2 separate regions of the Zea mays genome follow, and region 2 is linked to region 1. The links are chromatin contacts, called in public Hi-C maps. All regions are on one chromosome and are shown on one strand. The core of a region is the stretch at or near the end of the contact, and the rest is flanking DNA. Distances in the headings are between cores, read along the strand shown.

Region 1 (3,604 bases), core at 327-2,826:
CATCTTTTTCTTGATGGAGATTTTTCAACGGCTAAAGACTAAGCTCAAACCTGATAATACTAGGGAGGATTATTGGCGATTCTTTCTTTCTGCTCAAGAAAGTGGGTCAGGGAAAATCCTATGCACACCATTTTCTTAAATCGGTGGACATTTGAAAAGGTCAAGGTATTGTGGAGGCATCGGCACTATTTGCGTCTGTCGATCTACCATTGGGGCACTTTATATTATTATTACATATAAGAGCAAAAGTCAGTTTCTCTCTTCCCTTTTTACGGCAGGAAAGAGAACAATAAAATTAATATAACAAGCAGAACATATAATTAACTAGGAATTATGTGTCTAGATTTGCCAAAGAAAAAACAAACAAACTGGCGACTGACAAGAGTTGATGGATTTTGGATTTTGGAAGAGGTTTATATATATATATATATATATATATATATATATATATATATATATATAAAAACTTGCAGCAAGAGCGGTAACTGGTTAGCATCTCGCTCCAGATTTGCCTATGAAAAAGGAAACAGAATTAGAGCAACTCTAAAAGATTAGCTAAAAAGGCTATCTAAATCTTACAAGATTTAGCTGCTCTTTAAAACAGATTTTACAAAAAAAAGTGTAGGCTAATCTACTAGTCTCGGTAAACCTACGGACTGAATGGAGAGTGAAGCATGCTATTCAAAAATAGAGAGTTAATGTGGAGGGATAGAGAGCCATTAAATTTGAATAATCATTTACAGAGTTATAACATCTTCAAGAGACTAGCTAAATGACTCATCAAACTAAATTTTAGCTACTTAACAATAAAATAAATCTATAATAGACTAGTCTTCCAACTCACCAAGCCATCTAGCTCTCTAAATTAGCCCCCTCTATAGCTAAATTTGGCTAGCCACTCTGACTAGCCAAGCTTACTTACCTGTTGGAGAGTCTGGTGGAGTGAGATGCTATATATAAAGTTTAATCTTTATAAAAAGGTAAATAAATGGTCAAATAGGGAGTAAAAATACATAGTCTCTTCGAGACGCTCTTAGTCTATTGGAGACACTTTCCTTCAAATATTAACTAAATTTATCTTTATAAAATCATATACCTGATCTCTTCAAGTTGCCCTTAGCTAGCTAGGTTATTCAGTTGACACCAGCTGAGCTGCCAGCGTGGGGGCATGCAGATGCACCTAGATCGATGGAATGGAAGCATACGATTCCTGTGCCGTACGACAATGACCAAGAAGAAGCACACGAGCGTTAAGTACGTCCTATCCTCAGCACACGAGGCATTATTATTGCCGAGCCCGCAGACGCCGGCCGGGCATCATTGCAACCGCCATCTCGTTGGGGTTAGGGTCGTGATTCGAAATCCATGCACAGTTCATCTAATTTAATCAATATTGTTGTTTCCAAAGAAACGGAGGGAGAATGGACAAGATAAAAAGTTCAGGACGAAAGAGAGCGAACGCATTTCGAAATCTCTTGCAGACCAATTATTGCGGCTAGAGGAAGAGTTCGCCAATTATTGCCCTTAGGCTAGACGACCTCTGTGTTATTCACAATCACCTCATATCTCTACCCTATGGAACTGTACAATTGTGATTAACTGAACTCAAGATCTCCTTTGCGCATGCAGAGGAAACACTAGGGAGTGCAGGGAACATGGCACTTTCTACAAAACTCAATAGTATTTCGGAGCAATTTCAAACATGTCGCTGTAGTACCGCCACCGGAGCAATACACCTCAAATGCATCAATACCGTCACATACACACACAGCACTCACCATCTGGTAACAGTTCCACTGTACAAAACTCCAGTCTTCCGGGTAGGTTCTATCCATATTGCTCGTTCAAGATATTCTGCTGCTTCCTCTCCTGCGCGCGGCGGCGTGCAGAACGATACAACTGGGAGTCAATCAATGTAATCTGATTTCACCGCCATAAACTATGATAGAACACGCATATGCTCACCTGAGCTAGACGACGCTCTTTATTCAACTTCAGAGCTCTTCCTTTCTCTTCTCCAGATCTGAACATTTTCTGAACGCATGCAAACAGATTCTTTAGAGAACTGTCGCTATGCCCATGTCTTGATGCCTATCTTACTGGTGACTGTTTTTTTTCCCCAACCAACTTAGAAATGATACAATATAATGTGCCCAATACAATCCAATAGCTATGAAAAGGTTACCTTTTCGGTGGCTGACATGTTTTCAGTACGATCAATTTTGATGTCAAAGACCTCATGCAGCAAATCGTTGTCCTGCACAGACAAAGAGAAGCTTTAACACTATTATACCAAAATACAGTATTCCACAGAAATATCAAGTTCTGCTTATGATAACCTGTGAATGCTTCAGGAATCCCCGCCCAAGAAACCGCCTCATATAGTTCAACTAAGAAATGAACAACAAATCTCAGAAAAACTTCAAATTCGGAGCACAGCATTTTGAGGAAATGAAAATCAATTCAAGAAACGGACACCTGTATTGATTCACGCCATGATGTAACTCTTAAAATGCCATTCTTGCCTGAAATCCTAAGTGATTCTTCAGGGCACTCACCACTCTGGAGAAAAAAAAAATCAGTTCTGGTCTTTCTGAGATAGAAGAATTCAAGGAAAGAGAATTAAATAAACCTACACCTTAATAAAATCTGAGATTCGTTGGAACAGGTCTCTCTGATCATTAAGATTTTTCTTGTCAGCACCCCTGCCCCCCGCCTCCATAGATAGACTATAGACTAGACCAGATAGTTTGGCCTTCAATGCTTGCATATTCAAGAAAAGTTGATGCTTAGAACCACCAGCCTCTCCAGTGTAACTGTCAACATCAGCTTCGTCACTAGAGGAAACATCAAACATTCTTAGCTCAAAACACAGAGCTAATGCTTCACCAGCAGCAATCCGCACAGCACGGTCCTCTGCTTCTAGAAGGCTACAGAGAAATGTAATTGGCCTACATGCAGAAGGGCATATAGTTTCATGAGCAAATTGACATATAACAGAGAACAGTGATTGAGAAATCTTTCACTAACTCTTTCCAAGAATCAGTATTTCTTCTAGATGAACCAATAGTTGTTAAAAGAAATGCCCATGCAGATACGGCAGCTGCTAACAAAGGAGGCTTCGGTTTTCTGACTACGCCGACCTGTAAACACACCCAAAATAATAAAGTTTAGAATAAACTGGATGTCATACTTTCTGCTTATTGCTATACAACCAAAAAAATGGAGGTCAGTCGGCCTTACATTTGATCCTGATTTTGGATGGATCACATCCCAGATGGCTTTCAGAGACAGCTGAGTTTCAGCAAGATCAGTTGCACCAACAAATGTGACAACTGCTAAGCAATCAAGTGCCTACAATCATTCGGTTTAACTTAACTAGATGATAAATTTGCTAGAAGCTTAGAACCAGAACCACAAAAAAAAGTGAAAATTGCAACATACAGAGATCATCTTTTGTGCGTCAGGCCAAGTTTGGAGAACTCTCAAAAGATGTGGATGTGACTCATCCATTATTTCGTGCGAACTACTTCCAGCACCTAGTGTAATTGCCAGTAAGCCTTGCAGGTACAAAATGAAGGGAAAATGATCAATATGAGCATAT
Region 2 (3,735 bases), core at 844-3,343, 220 kb before region 1:
TGCGAACGAGCCACTACCGCAGCGATCTTTTCGCCACTTTCTACAACTCAACTTGTTCTTCGATCTTCACAGCGAATAGTAGATTCAAAACATACCGCTCGGATGTGTAGAGGGAAATCAAAGTCTGTCGCGTAGGACAGTTCGGCCAGGCCGGAGACCTGCCGGTTTGACGGAGAGTTGATGCAGATCTGATCTTGCAGTAACGTCGAGGTAGAGCGTGCTAATAACTTATTGAGAACTACGTTACCACGAATCATCGGATCTGCTCCCTCCCCTCCCGTCAGCAGTAGAGGCGTAAGAAGCTGTAGAGAACCCGTCTCCCTTCACATAAACACGACAGAGGAAACACACGAGACACATGATATAGGGTTGGGCATCTGGCCTTTTTCTGATCTCTGTATTATGAGGGGGTGTACATGTTTCTTATATAGAGATGTGAGACCAATCAGGAGCAAAGCCAGTATTTGCCTACATAACCCTAACTAGGATTACTTAACACAGTTAAACTAGGACTATAGAGGCGCCCTTTGTATATGTACAAGTATGGTTAGTTAAGGTAAGGGATGAAGTCGGCACGTTAGATTTTTAGGCGCCCTTTTTGCGCGTGGGGTAATGGCCGTCAGCCCGGCGGCTGCGACGAGCTCCACGCGGCGGTCTCGTCATCAGGGCCACTGCATGCATGCATGCATGTCATGTTCTGGTGGCGGTGGGCTTTGGGCCGACTTGACATGACCAGATCACTAGATCAGGAACAGCGACTCGGAAGCCGCATCGCAGTCGCCGTCCGAGTTTGCTGGTGGTCGCTGGGCTTGGAACCAGGCTGCTGAGGATTGAGGAAAGCTGCAGATGCAGAGCCCGGACTGGCAGTGCAGAGCGCGCTGCCGATGCCGTGTGCCTGCCTCTGGCAGTCTGCCTGATGCTCCCCTCCCTCCGCTTTGGAGTTTGGATACGCCTGGTCCGTCCGCTCGTCGTACAGTAACAGTACGACGCTCTTTTATATGTTGAATGAATCTGATCTGAAGAGGCAGGGCGCTCCACCACTAGCTGGACCATGGCTGCATATTTTCCGCTGCTGCAACAATATGACGATGCCTGCCGAAAGTTTGATGGGCCGGGAGGGATGAGGGAAGAGCGTTTCAGAGACTGGAGCTGCAACAATGATACGTCACTTGTCAATTCGGAGCTGCAGCCTGCAGGCAACACAGAGAGTAAAGACACAGACAGACAGACAGATAGAGATAGAGAGGGAACATGGTGCCTGAGGCCCTGAAAACTCACTAAGAAAGTCGCTGTGCAGGTTGGGCTAGTTTGCGTAGTATGTTCTACCTTGGTACAGAAAAGCTAGCTACTAGTAGATGATTAGCAGCATAAGCATCAACTACCCCAATCATCCAAAAAGGGCGATGAGTAGATGTACATCTCCCGGTGGTTCACGCTGTCTCATTTTTTTTGGGTACATAGATCATAGATGTACAGCACCACCGCTCCTTTTCCGAGGGCAGGCAAGCAGGCATGCATGCATGCATGCAGATTAATTCCAGTGGAGCAGCAAGTACAGGACAGTGTCCCCCAAAAGGAAGATCACCTCCCCTCTATCCCCGGTGGCCGTCGAGTATCCTAGGGATAAAAAAAATCTCGCGCGCGGCCGGGGGGCAAAGCAGAGCAGAGCAGAGCAGACAGCAGAGCCCTGGATCCGATCCGATCCACATCCACGCATGTGTCTGTGTGGTTCAGTTTAATCTCGCATCATGCCCAACTTAGGTAGTTGGATCCGATCCACCAGAAAGGTTCAGTTTCGCTAGCTAGCCTAGCGTAGCACTAGCTCACAGCTCATGTCTGTACCTCGGCCTTCCTGCCTCCATTGGATCTTGTTTCTTGTTCACTCCATGCAGCTGCACACCGAATGACTCTACAGTAATACTACTTGGAAGTTGGAAAACGGCCGCGAGAAGCTAGGACATCTCCAGCTCATGTGGGTGTGTGTGGTGTGGGTGCTGAATAATGGGGAGGGAGGGAGGGGAGTATCAGATCATGGGGCACATGCGGCCACATCCTCCCCCAAAATCATGCCATTGTCTCCAGATTCCCCGGCTTGGATGCTACCGCGTAGAGGCTGTCCGTCCGGGCCTACGGGGAAACCCACGTCCCTTCAAGCCACACATCTTGGGCCCTGTTTGTTTCGGCTTCTGACAGCTTCTGGCCATCAAAAGCTGCTGTGGACGGCCAAACACTCAGCTTTTCAGCCAGCTTCTATAAAATTTGTTGGGGCAAAAACTATCCAAAGTCAACATAAACACATAATCGGTTGAGTCGTTGTAATAGTAGGAATCCGTCACTTTCTAGATCTTAAATCTTATGAACAATTTTATCTTCCTCCACACATAATCGTAATGATACTCAGATTCTCCCACAGCCAGATTTTCAAATAAGCTGTTCAGAAAAAGCTGAACCAAACAGGCCCTTCGTCCCGCCCATCATATTCATCTCCCAACGTAGCAAAGGGCCTCCCATCCACGGCAGGGGCAGGGCCGCTTGTTGTCTCGCGTGCTGGCGATGAGCGATCGATCCGGTTCCTCGATCGGGCGGGTGCGGGACGGGAGCGCGCAGTGTGTCGGTGTCGTCGGGCTCACACGAATAATTCGGCTAGAGGTTCTCACGAGGACGGACACGGACGCACAAAATTAATCTAGAACAAACGATTAATATAATGCGAGGCCGAAAGGTACGGTGGTGCAAAGCTAGCGGCGGTAGTCTAATCTAATATATATAAATAAATAGTCATGTGAACCGAGCGCCTCTTTTAAGTATAATAATATATCAGATCAATAAATAGTTGTATGTTTTCTTTTAAGTATAATAATATACCAGATTAACCATTTTTTCTCTTGTTGAAGGCTAAAAAGAGCCTCGCGGACGGTCCGGCACTGAGGCTGGACAGTCCGCGGTCCGGACAGTCCCCGGTGGCGGCGCGGACGGTCCGCGCGTGCGCAGAATCAGTTAGGGTTCCTAGTTTCTCGCGGGATTTGTTACCTAAAACCGCGGGATTAACTCGGAAATCAGTTCGAAGCGGATCCAGACCTCCCCTTTATATAGATGAAGGGCTACGGCCGATTGAACCCCCAACAATCGATCAAATCAAGTCTATTACTCGTTTTTACCTTATGCATTAGGAGTAGTTCTAGTCTAGTTCTAGTTTAGCCCTAGTTTAGCCTTCCAATCCACAAATTCTCTGCCTCTCTTCGACTCTACGTCGATTAGAGAAGTCTAGGTCGGTCTACCCGAGCCTAGACACCACCTAGGATCTCTCCTCCCCGACGGGGTCCCTCCCGGGAGCGAGATCCAGGCGCCGTCGGCGATCCTTCGTCGCCCCTGCGCACGCGCGGACCGTCCGGCCGTCAGGCAGGGAACCTTTGCCCCTGCGCCAGGTCGCGGACCGTCCGCGCCTGACCAGAGAGCACTGCCACGGTTCTTGTTGAGTGTTTGGCGCTCCGAAAAGGCGTCAACACCTCTTTTTTTGTTTGTCAATCGATGTAGCCAAAGAAGGTTAATTGGGCACTATATATGCACGCTCTATAGCTCAAACATCTCTAACCGGTTGTAAGTTGTCTCTTAGTCGTGTCTAAGTCCAACACGACCGCCCACATGTACCGTGCTTCCTATAAACTCTCTCTAGTGCTATGTATACCCTATGGGGAATGGAGGAGATTATTAATTCAGGTGGAGATGAAAAAAAGT

Evidence for each region. Hi-C and Micro-C count contacts between places; a contact is called where the count stands out from the background.
Region 2: a contact with region 1 is called in a Hi-C map of leaf, with 4 times the contacts expected there. The contact joins two enhancer-like sites. A contact is called at or near these places in 2 of 25 Hi-C or Micro-C datasets (bundle sheath and leaf).

Annotation. Positions count from the first base shown.
Region 1 is chr1:77,963,870-77,967,473 of Zm-B73-REFERENCE-NAM-5.0, forward strand. LOC100281290 (interferon-related developmental regulator 2) reads right to left here. Exons shown (of 13, transcript NM_001154208.1): 5 at 3,445-3,560; 6 at 3,244-3,354; 7 at 3,031-3,143; 8 at 2,639-2,951; 9 at 2,479-2,562; 10 at 2,340-2,390; 11 at 2,186-2,257; 12 at 1,966-2,034; 13 at 1,441-1,869. The coding sequence ends at 1,828. Among protein-coding and RNA genes, the nearest start is that of LOC100281290, 11 kb to the right of the region's middle. Within about 2 kb of position 1,577, at least 5 of the 20 cell types and tissues checked have an H3K27ac peak or open chromatin away from gene starts, as enhancers often do. A contact at or near this core is called in leaf, where this site is marked.
Region 2 is chr1:77,740,303-77,744,037 of Zm-B73-REFERENCE-NAM-5.0, forward strand. No RefSeq gene overlaps it. Among protein-coding and RNA genes, the nearest start is that of LOC103636817, 9.3 kb to the right of the region's middle. Within about 2 kb of position 2,094, at least 17 of the 20 cell types and tissues checked have an H3K27ac peak or open chromatin away from gene starts, as enhancers often do. A contact at or near this core is called in leaf, where this site is marked.